Linked DNA regions of Podarcis muralis: region 1 is linked to region 2. Evidence: chromatin contacts called from public Hi-C data. All regions are on one chromosome and are shown on one strand. The core of a region is the stretch at or near the end of the contact, and the rest is flanking DNA. Distances in the headings are between cores, read along the strand shown. Region 1 holds the start of SLC33A2 (solute carrier family 33 member 2). Region 2 holds the start of LOC114600152 (putative flap endonuclease 1 homolog).

The links. Hi-C and Micro-C count contacts between places; a contact is called where the count stands out from the background.
Region 1: a contact with region 2 is called in a Hi-C map of tail, with 4 times the contacts expected there. The contact joins the promoter of SLC33A2 here to the promoter of LOC114600152 in region 2. A contact is called at or near these places in 2 of 3 Hi-C or Micro-C datasets (blood and tail).

What each region holds. Positions count from the first base shown.
Region 1 is chr8:2,049,893-2,053,622 of rPodMur119.hap1.1, forward strand. It overlaps SLC33A2 (solute carrier family 33 member 2), which reads right to left and starts at 1,961. Exons shown (of 6, transcript XM_028735997.2): 1 at 1,835-1,961. RECQL4 (RecQ like helicase 4) reads right to left here. Exons shown (of 25, transcript XM_028735990.2): 25 at 3,633-3,730.
Region 2 is chr8:1,721,989-1,725,370 of rPodMur119.hap1.1, forward strand. LOC114600152 (putative flap endonuclease 1 homolog) reads right to left here and starts at 1,501. Exons shown (of 13, transcript XM_028735979.2): 1 at 1,022-1,501. The coding sequence starts at 1,340. It overlaps TMEM276 (transmembrane protein 276), which reads left to right and starts at 2,474. Exons shown (of 4, transcript XM_077932669.1): 1 at 2,474-2,581.

The DNA of each region.
Region 1 (3,730 bases), core at 711-3,210, 330 kb after region 2:
ATAATTTTATCAGCAGTTAGCATTTAATCCTTAAAGGTAAAGGTACCCCTGCCCGTACGGGCCAGTCGTGTCCGACTCTAGGGTTGTGCGCTCATCTCACTTAAGAGGCCGGGGGCCAGCGCTGTCCAGAGACACTTCCGGGTCACGTGGCCAGCGTGACAAGCTGCATCTGGCGAGCCAGAGCCGCACACGGAAACGCCGTTTACCTTCCCGTTAGTAAGCGGTCCCTATTTATCTACTTGCACCCGAGGGTGCTTTCGAACTGCTAGGTTGGCAGGCGCTGGGACCGAAAGACGGGAGCTCACCCTGCTGCGGGGATTCGAACCGCCGACCATGCGATCGGCAAGTCCTAGGCACTGAGGTTTTACCCACAGCGCCACCCGCGTCCCTATTTAATCCTTAGAGTACGCTAATAGAATCTGATCAGAGTTTTCCAACAGGATGGAGGTATATAAATTCATGCATGATATGGAGAAAATGGGTAGAGTTTTTCTCCCTTTCTCAAAAGACTAGAAATTGTGGACCTCCAATAAAACTTAATGCTGAAAGATTCAGGACAGACAAAATAAAGCATTTATTCATATAACGCACAGCTAAACTACGGAGTTTGTTCCCACAAAAGATAGCGATGACCACCAACTTGGATGGCTTTAAAAGAGAATTAGACAAATTCATGGAGAAAACAGCTACCAGCGGCAACTAGCCACAAGGGTTATACTCTGCTTCTGCTGTTAAAGGCAGTGTGCCTCTGAATAACAGCTGCTGGAAACCTCAGGAGCAGAGCATGCTCTTGAACTCAGGTCTTGCTTGCAGGCTTCCCATACTGGGCATCTGGTCGGCCACTGTGAGAAGAGGATACTGGATACATTAGATCCTGTAACCTAGGAAGCTCCTTTCTAGCAGATCAGAATATTTGTTTGACCAGCCCAGTGGAACCGGCACTGTTGCAGGTCCCACAAAACACCCATTCCACATTTGTAAGAACTTGATCTTTTAGTGTGGTGGCACCTACACTTTGGAACTCCCTGCCTACTGACATCAGGCAGGTCCTTCACTGTACTCTTTTCGGTGCCTTTGTGGTCTTGTTATCTGATTTCTTTCCGCAGGGCCTGTAAGGCAGAGTTGTTCCGCCTGGCCTTTGGCTCGGAGCCAATTTGATTCCCTCCCCCTCTTTCTTTCCCCCCCTGCGATGAGGCTGCATTCTAATGTTTCAATTAATTTTATAATGAATGTTTTAGAATGTTGGATTATTTTTATTGTTGTTAGCCGCCCTGAGCCCAGCTTCGGCTGGGGAGGGCGGGATATAAATAAAATTTATTTATTTATTTATTTATTAATGTTGCATCTTAATCTTGTTTTTAAGTTGTGTTCATTCAACTTGTTTTTATTATCGCTTGTTAGCTTGTTAGCCTTGGCTGGGGAGGGCGGGGTATAAATAAAAATTATTATTATTATTATTATTTTAACCTTTTTTTCGTAAACCACTTTGGGGCGTTCTTGTTTTGGCAATCGTGCAGGGTATGAATTCAGAATAATTGAATAAATGCCAAATGTACACGGAAGCTCACAGACCTACATTGTGTCACCCCCCTACTTCCCAAAAACGAAGCTTCCCCAGCCCCCACAAGAACCCCTGTGGCACCAGCAGGACTCAGCATCACTGGGTTGCCAGCCTCCCTGGCAGCATCCCCGAGGCGAGTGGTCCAGCTTCCCCTCCGTTGCCATGGCAACCCCCTCCCCACCGCCCCTTCCGCGCTTCAGCCGCTAGAGGGCGCCGCTGCGCCGCCCCTTTCCGCCCCCCTCCCTCTCCTTCCCCGCCGCTCGCGGGACCCACATAAAAGTCCAGCCGCTCCGCTTCTCCCGTTTCCGCGGCCAACAGCGAGAGCGGAAACGCCGCCGCCGCCCTCAGAGAAACGGAACCAGGCCCAGACCATGAGCGCAGGTACACTTCCGGTCAAGGAGAGGGAAACGAGGAAAGCCTCCCTTTCAGACCGGAAAAGGCGCTCCGTCGGTGAGGCTTCGCGGCCCTTCTAGGCGGCGCCTCTCGGTTATAATAATTTATAATAATAATAATTTATTATTTATACCCCGCCCATCTTAACTTCGCTCAGTCAAAGGGCACAGTCTCTCTGCAAAGGCCGAGACTTCCGGTTGTCGATCGAAAGCGGGCTTTGGCACAAGCGTAGAGTGGCGCCGCTCTATCCTTTTTTACTTCTCTAGCGGTGCAGGATTCAACCCCCAAAGGCGCACCCCTCCGTTGTCTCTCGAGACAGAGGGATGCCAACAACGGCGCAGGCTCACTTTGCTTTGAAGAGGCAGAGTTCGACCGAGTACCGGTAGTGTTCATAAGGACTTCATTGAAACTGTGTCCCCTTTGGGTCAGGGGACCATAGAAGTAGAAAACAGCAAGAGGTCATCATCTCGTTTCAGTACTTGACAAGCCGCGTCCAGCGCTGCCAATAAAGGACACTAAGATGATGCTGTTAAGGTGCTACACTCAATATGCCAGCAAGTTTGGAAAACTCAGCAGTGGCCAGAGGATTGGAGAAGATCAGTCTACATCCCAATCCCAAAGAAGGGCAGTGCCAAAGAATGCTCCAACTACCGCACAATTGCACTCATTTCACATGCTAGCAAGGTTATGCTTAAAATTCTACAAGGAAGGCTCAAGCAGTATGTGGATTGAGAACTCCCAGAAGTGCAAGCTGGATTTAGAAGAGGCAGAGGAACCAGAGACCAAATTGCAAACATGCGCTGGATTATGGAGAAAGCTAGAGAGTTCCAGAAAGACATCTACTTCTGCTTCATTGACTATGCAAAAGCCTTTGACTGTGTCGACCACAGCAAACTATGGCAAGTTCTTAAAGAAATGGGAGTGCCTGATCACCTCATCTGTCTCCTGAGAAATCTCTATGTGGGACAAGAAGCTACAGTTAGAACTGGATATGGAACAACTGATTGGTTCAAAATTGGGAAAGGAGTGCGACAAGGCTGTATATTGTCCCCCTGCTTATTTAACTTATATGCAGAATTCATCATGCGAAAGGCTGGACTGGATGAATCCCAAGCCGGAATTAAGATTGCTGTAAGAAATAACAACAACCTCAAATATGCAGATGACACAACCTTGATGGCAGAAAGTGAGGAGGAATTAAAAAACCTTTTATTGAGGGTGAAAGAGGAGAGTGCAAAATATGGTCTGAAGCTCAACATCAAAAAGACTAAGATCATGGCCACTGGTCCCATCACCTCCTGGCAAACAGAAGGGGAAGAAATGGAGGGAGTGGGAGATTTTACTTTCTTGGGCTCCATGATCACTGCAGATGGTGAGAGCAGTCACGAAATTAAAAGACGCCTGCTCCTTGGGAGAAAAGCAGTGACAAACCTAGACAGTAGAGGCATCACCTTGCCAACAAAGGTCCGTATAGTTAAAGCTATAGTTTTCCCCGTAGTGACGTATGGAAGTGAGAGCTGGACCATAAAGGAGGCTGATCACTGAAGAATGGATGCTTTTGAATTCTGGTGCTGGAGGAGACTCTTGAGAGTCCCATGGACTGCAAGAAGATCAAACCTACTACTATTAAATTCCTCACCTGTTTAGTTCCTGCTCAAATAGATGGGAAGGCTGCATATAAACTTCTTTGTATATTTATTAAGGCAAATGTACAAAAAGGATGTGGGGGAATTGAGAGAAAAATCAGTGCTAAATTAAGACTGTCCGTTCACGATC
Region 2 (3,382 bases), core at 251-2,750:
CACCAGAGACCCAAAGGTCATCATCCAACTGGCTGAGATGCCCACGATCCTCTGGGAAAAGGCACCCCCAAACTCAGCCTTCCAGATGCTTTGGGACTACAACTCCCATCATCCCTAGCTAACAGGACCGGTGGTCAGGGATGATGGGAACTGTAGTTCCAAAACAGATGGAGCGCCCAGCTTTAACTTGCACCAAAGACCCAAGGTCATCATCCAGCCCAACCAGCTGCAATGCCCATGATCCTCTGGGACAGGCACCCCCAAACTCAGACCTCCAGCTGTTTTGGGACTACAACTCCCATCATCCCTAGCTAACAGGACCGGTGGTCAGGGATGATGGGAATTGTAGTTCCAAAACAGATGGAGCACCCAGCTTTAACTTGCACCAGAGACCCAAAGGTCATCATAGAGCCCAACCGGCGGAGATGCTCGTGATCCTCTGGGACAGGCACCCCCAAACTCAGCCCTCCAGCTGTTTTGGGACTACAACTCCCATCATCCCTAGCTAACAGGACCGGTGGTCAGGGATGATGGGAACTGTAGTTCCAAAACAGATGGAGCGCCCAGCTTTAACTTGCACCAAAGACCCAAGGTCATCATCCAGCCCAACCAGCTGCAATGCCCATGATCCTCTGGGACAGGCACCCCCAAACTCAGCCCTCCAGCTGTTTTGGGACTACAACTCCCATCATCCCTAGCTAACAGGACCAGTGGTCAGGGATGATGGGAACTGTAGTTCCAAAAGAGATGGAGCACCCAGCTTTAACTTGCACCAGAGACCCAAAGGTCATCATCCAGCCCAACCGGCCGAGATGTCCGCGATCCTCTGGGACAGGCACCCCCAAACTCAGCCCTCCAGCTGTTTTGGGACTACAACTCCCATCATCCCTAGCTAACAGGACCGGTGGTCAGGGATGATGGGAATTGTAGTTCCAAAACTACAATTGCGCACCGAGTTTGGGGATGCCTGTAGTCTGGGAGATGCAGGATGGGCGCAAAAGGCGGCGGCGGCAGCGCTCACCCCGGTAGTCTTCCAGCTGGACGGAGCTCACGGCGTCCGGCGCCTCCTCCCGGATCAGCTCGGCCAGCCTGGAGATCCCCATGGCCGGATCCCTGCGCGCCCCTCCGGCTCTGCGCGCTGCCGCCGCCGCCCTTCCTTCCCCGGGGCGGACGGGGAGGAGGAGGAGCCCGGCCAGCTGGAGGCGGGAGCGAGCCCGGGCCGGAAAGGGGCGCGCCCAGCTGCCTGCCTTCCAGAGCCAGCAAGAGTGCCTCTGAGCACGTGCAGAGAGCCCCGTTCTTGCAGCCGCGCGGCGCTTTCCAATTGAAACTCTCCAAACCATTCTTTACGCAATGCTTTCCTAAAAAAAATGTTTAGGGGTTTACTGTCATTTTGACTCACGAAAATCACCGTTTTCTAGTTGAGATCGGGGGAAATAAATGCAGTCAATGGACAAAAGTACAAAGATTCACCAAATGTTTAGGGATGGGGAGCCGCCCAGAGTGGCTGGGGAAATTCAGCCAGATGGGCGGGGTAAATAAATTATTATTATTATTATTATTATTATTATTATTATTATTAGGGGTCTGCGTTCCCCCAGAAAAAAGCACTGCTCTTATGCTTTGTTTTTTACTGTGTACTCCACCAAGAGCGGCATAGTTAACTAAATTTCTATACTGCATACCGTACGAAAAAATGAAAATAATAACTGTGCTCGTAGCCAGATCACCCCCAGCTTAAATATTAATATATTTTTGCAGCAGGTCCCTTTTTGTTACGTGTTGAAAAGAGGCAGGTGACCCAGGCAAAGGTCCCTGCCCCGAGGAACGCACAATCGCCAGCTTTTTCTCCGTATTTTTTGCGGGGGGGAGTTATTCCTCGCGAGCTGCTCGTGTTAATGTTTGTTTTATCTTTGGTAATTCAGGATCGGACTTCCTTACTGCAGCCGCTGAGCCGGTGCAATTTTTTGAGCAGTGCAATCTGGGGCAGGTCTACTCGGAAGTAAGTCCCATTGACTTCCTCGGGAATTCCTCCCAGGTAAAGCGTGCAAACTGGACTGCTGCTTTCCCCTCTCTCCTAACACTAAAATTTATTATATTATTATTATTAACACTAGAACACCCAAGGAAGACAAGCGCATCTTCCTGATGTTGGGCGCCCTAAGTTTCATATCGCAACAATGCTCCCTTTCCTCTTGGCCTGAGTGCTATTGCGCGTGCGCAGTCCCTAACGCGCCTGCCCAGTAGCGACCGTTGAAGCCGCTGCCCTTTTTCCTTGCCCTTACTAGGAAGGCCCAATCCAAGAAGGAGCGCGGGGGTAATTTCCGCCTCCAGGGACTGCTCAGAAGCCTCTAAAACAAGTAAAGAGAAAGGCCGAGAGTCTCTCCCGGCTGGGACGAAGGTGGCTTTGTTTCCCCCGCGGGGAAAAGAAAGCCTCTATGGTTTTTTCCTGCCCCTCTAGCCTGGCGCACTCTATGGCTCTTTTCTCTTCCGGGTTTCCTCTCGACCTGCCGCTCTAGCCGTGGGAGACTCGGTGTCGGGCACTTGGAGGACTCCGCTCTCGCTCGGGGGAGAAACGGGCCGGGTAGGGAGAAGGAAGGGAAGCGCGGGCCGGGCAAATGGAGGCCGGGGGAGCCCATCCCTCTGGCCTCTGAGCTTTCCTCCCTTCTTTTCTTTGGCGGGACTTCCGCTCCCTGGGAACTTGGCGTTGAGGAGACGCGACACAAAAGGAAGTGGGGCTGGGAGGGAGGAATAAAAAGGCAAACTCAGACCCTGGAGGGTTGTTTTATACACACACACACACACACATATATATATGGGACGCGGGTGGTGCTGTGGGTTAAACCACAGAGCCTAGGACTTGCCGATCAGAAGGTCGGCACTTCGAATCCCCACGACGGGGTGAGCTCCCGTTGCTCGGTCCCTGTTCCTGCCCACCTAGGAGTTCGAAAGCATGTCAAAGTGCAAGTAGATTAATAGGTAAGGTAAATGGCGTTTCTGTGCGCTGCTCTGGTTCGCCAGAAGTGGCTTAGTCCTGCTGGCCACATGTACGCCGGCCACAACCGCAGAGTCGTCCGCGACTGGACCTAATGGTTAGGGGTCCCCTTACCTTTATATCAAAGCGGGGTTCTCTGGAGAGGGGGGCGTGCTAAGAGGCAAGGGGGCCCAGTGCCGCTTTCAAATGGTCAGACTCGCAATTTAGCGACACAAAAGGAAGAGGGGTCAGGAGGGAGGAGGAAAAAGGCAAACTCATTGTGTCAAATCAGCCTTGTCGTATTTATTCATTCAATTTCTTTGCTGCCCGCCATCCGAGGATCGCGGGGCAGTTTGCAACATGGAAACACAAAAATACATAACATAGAAACAAAAAAGAAAGTAAATAGTT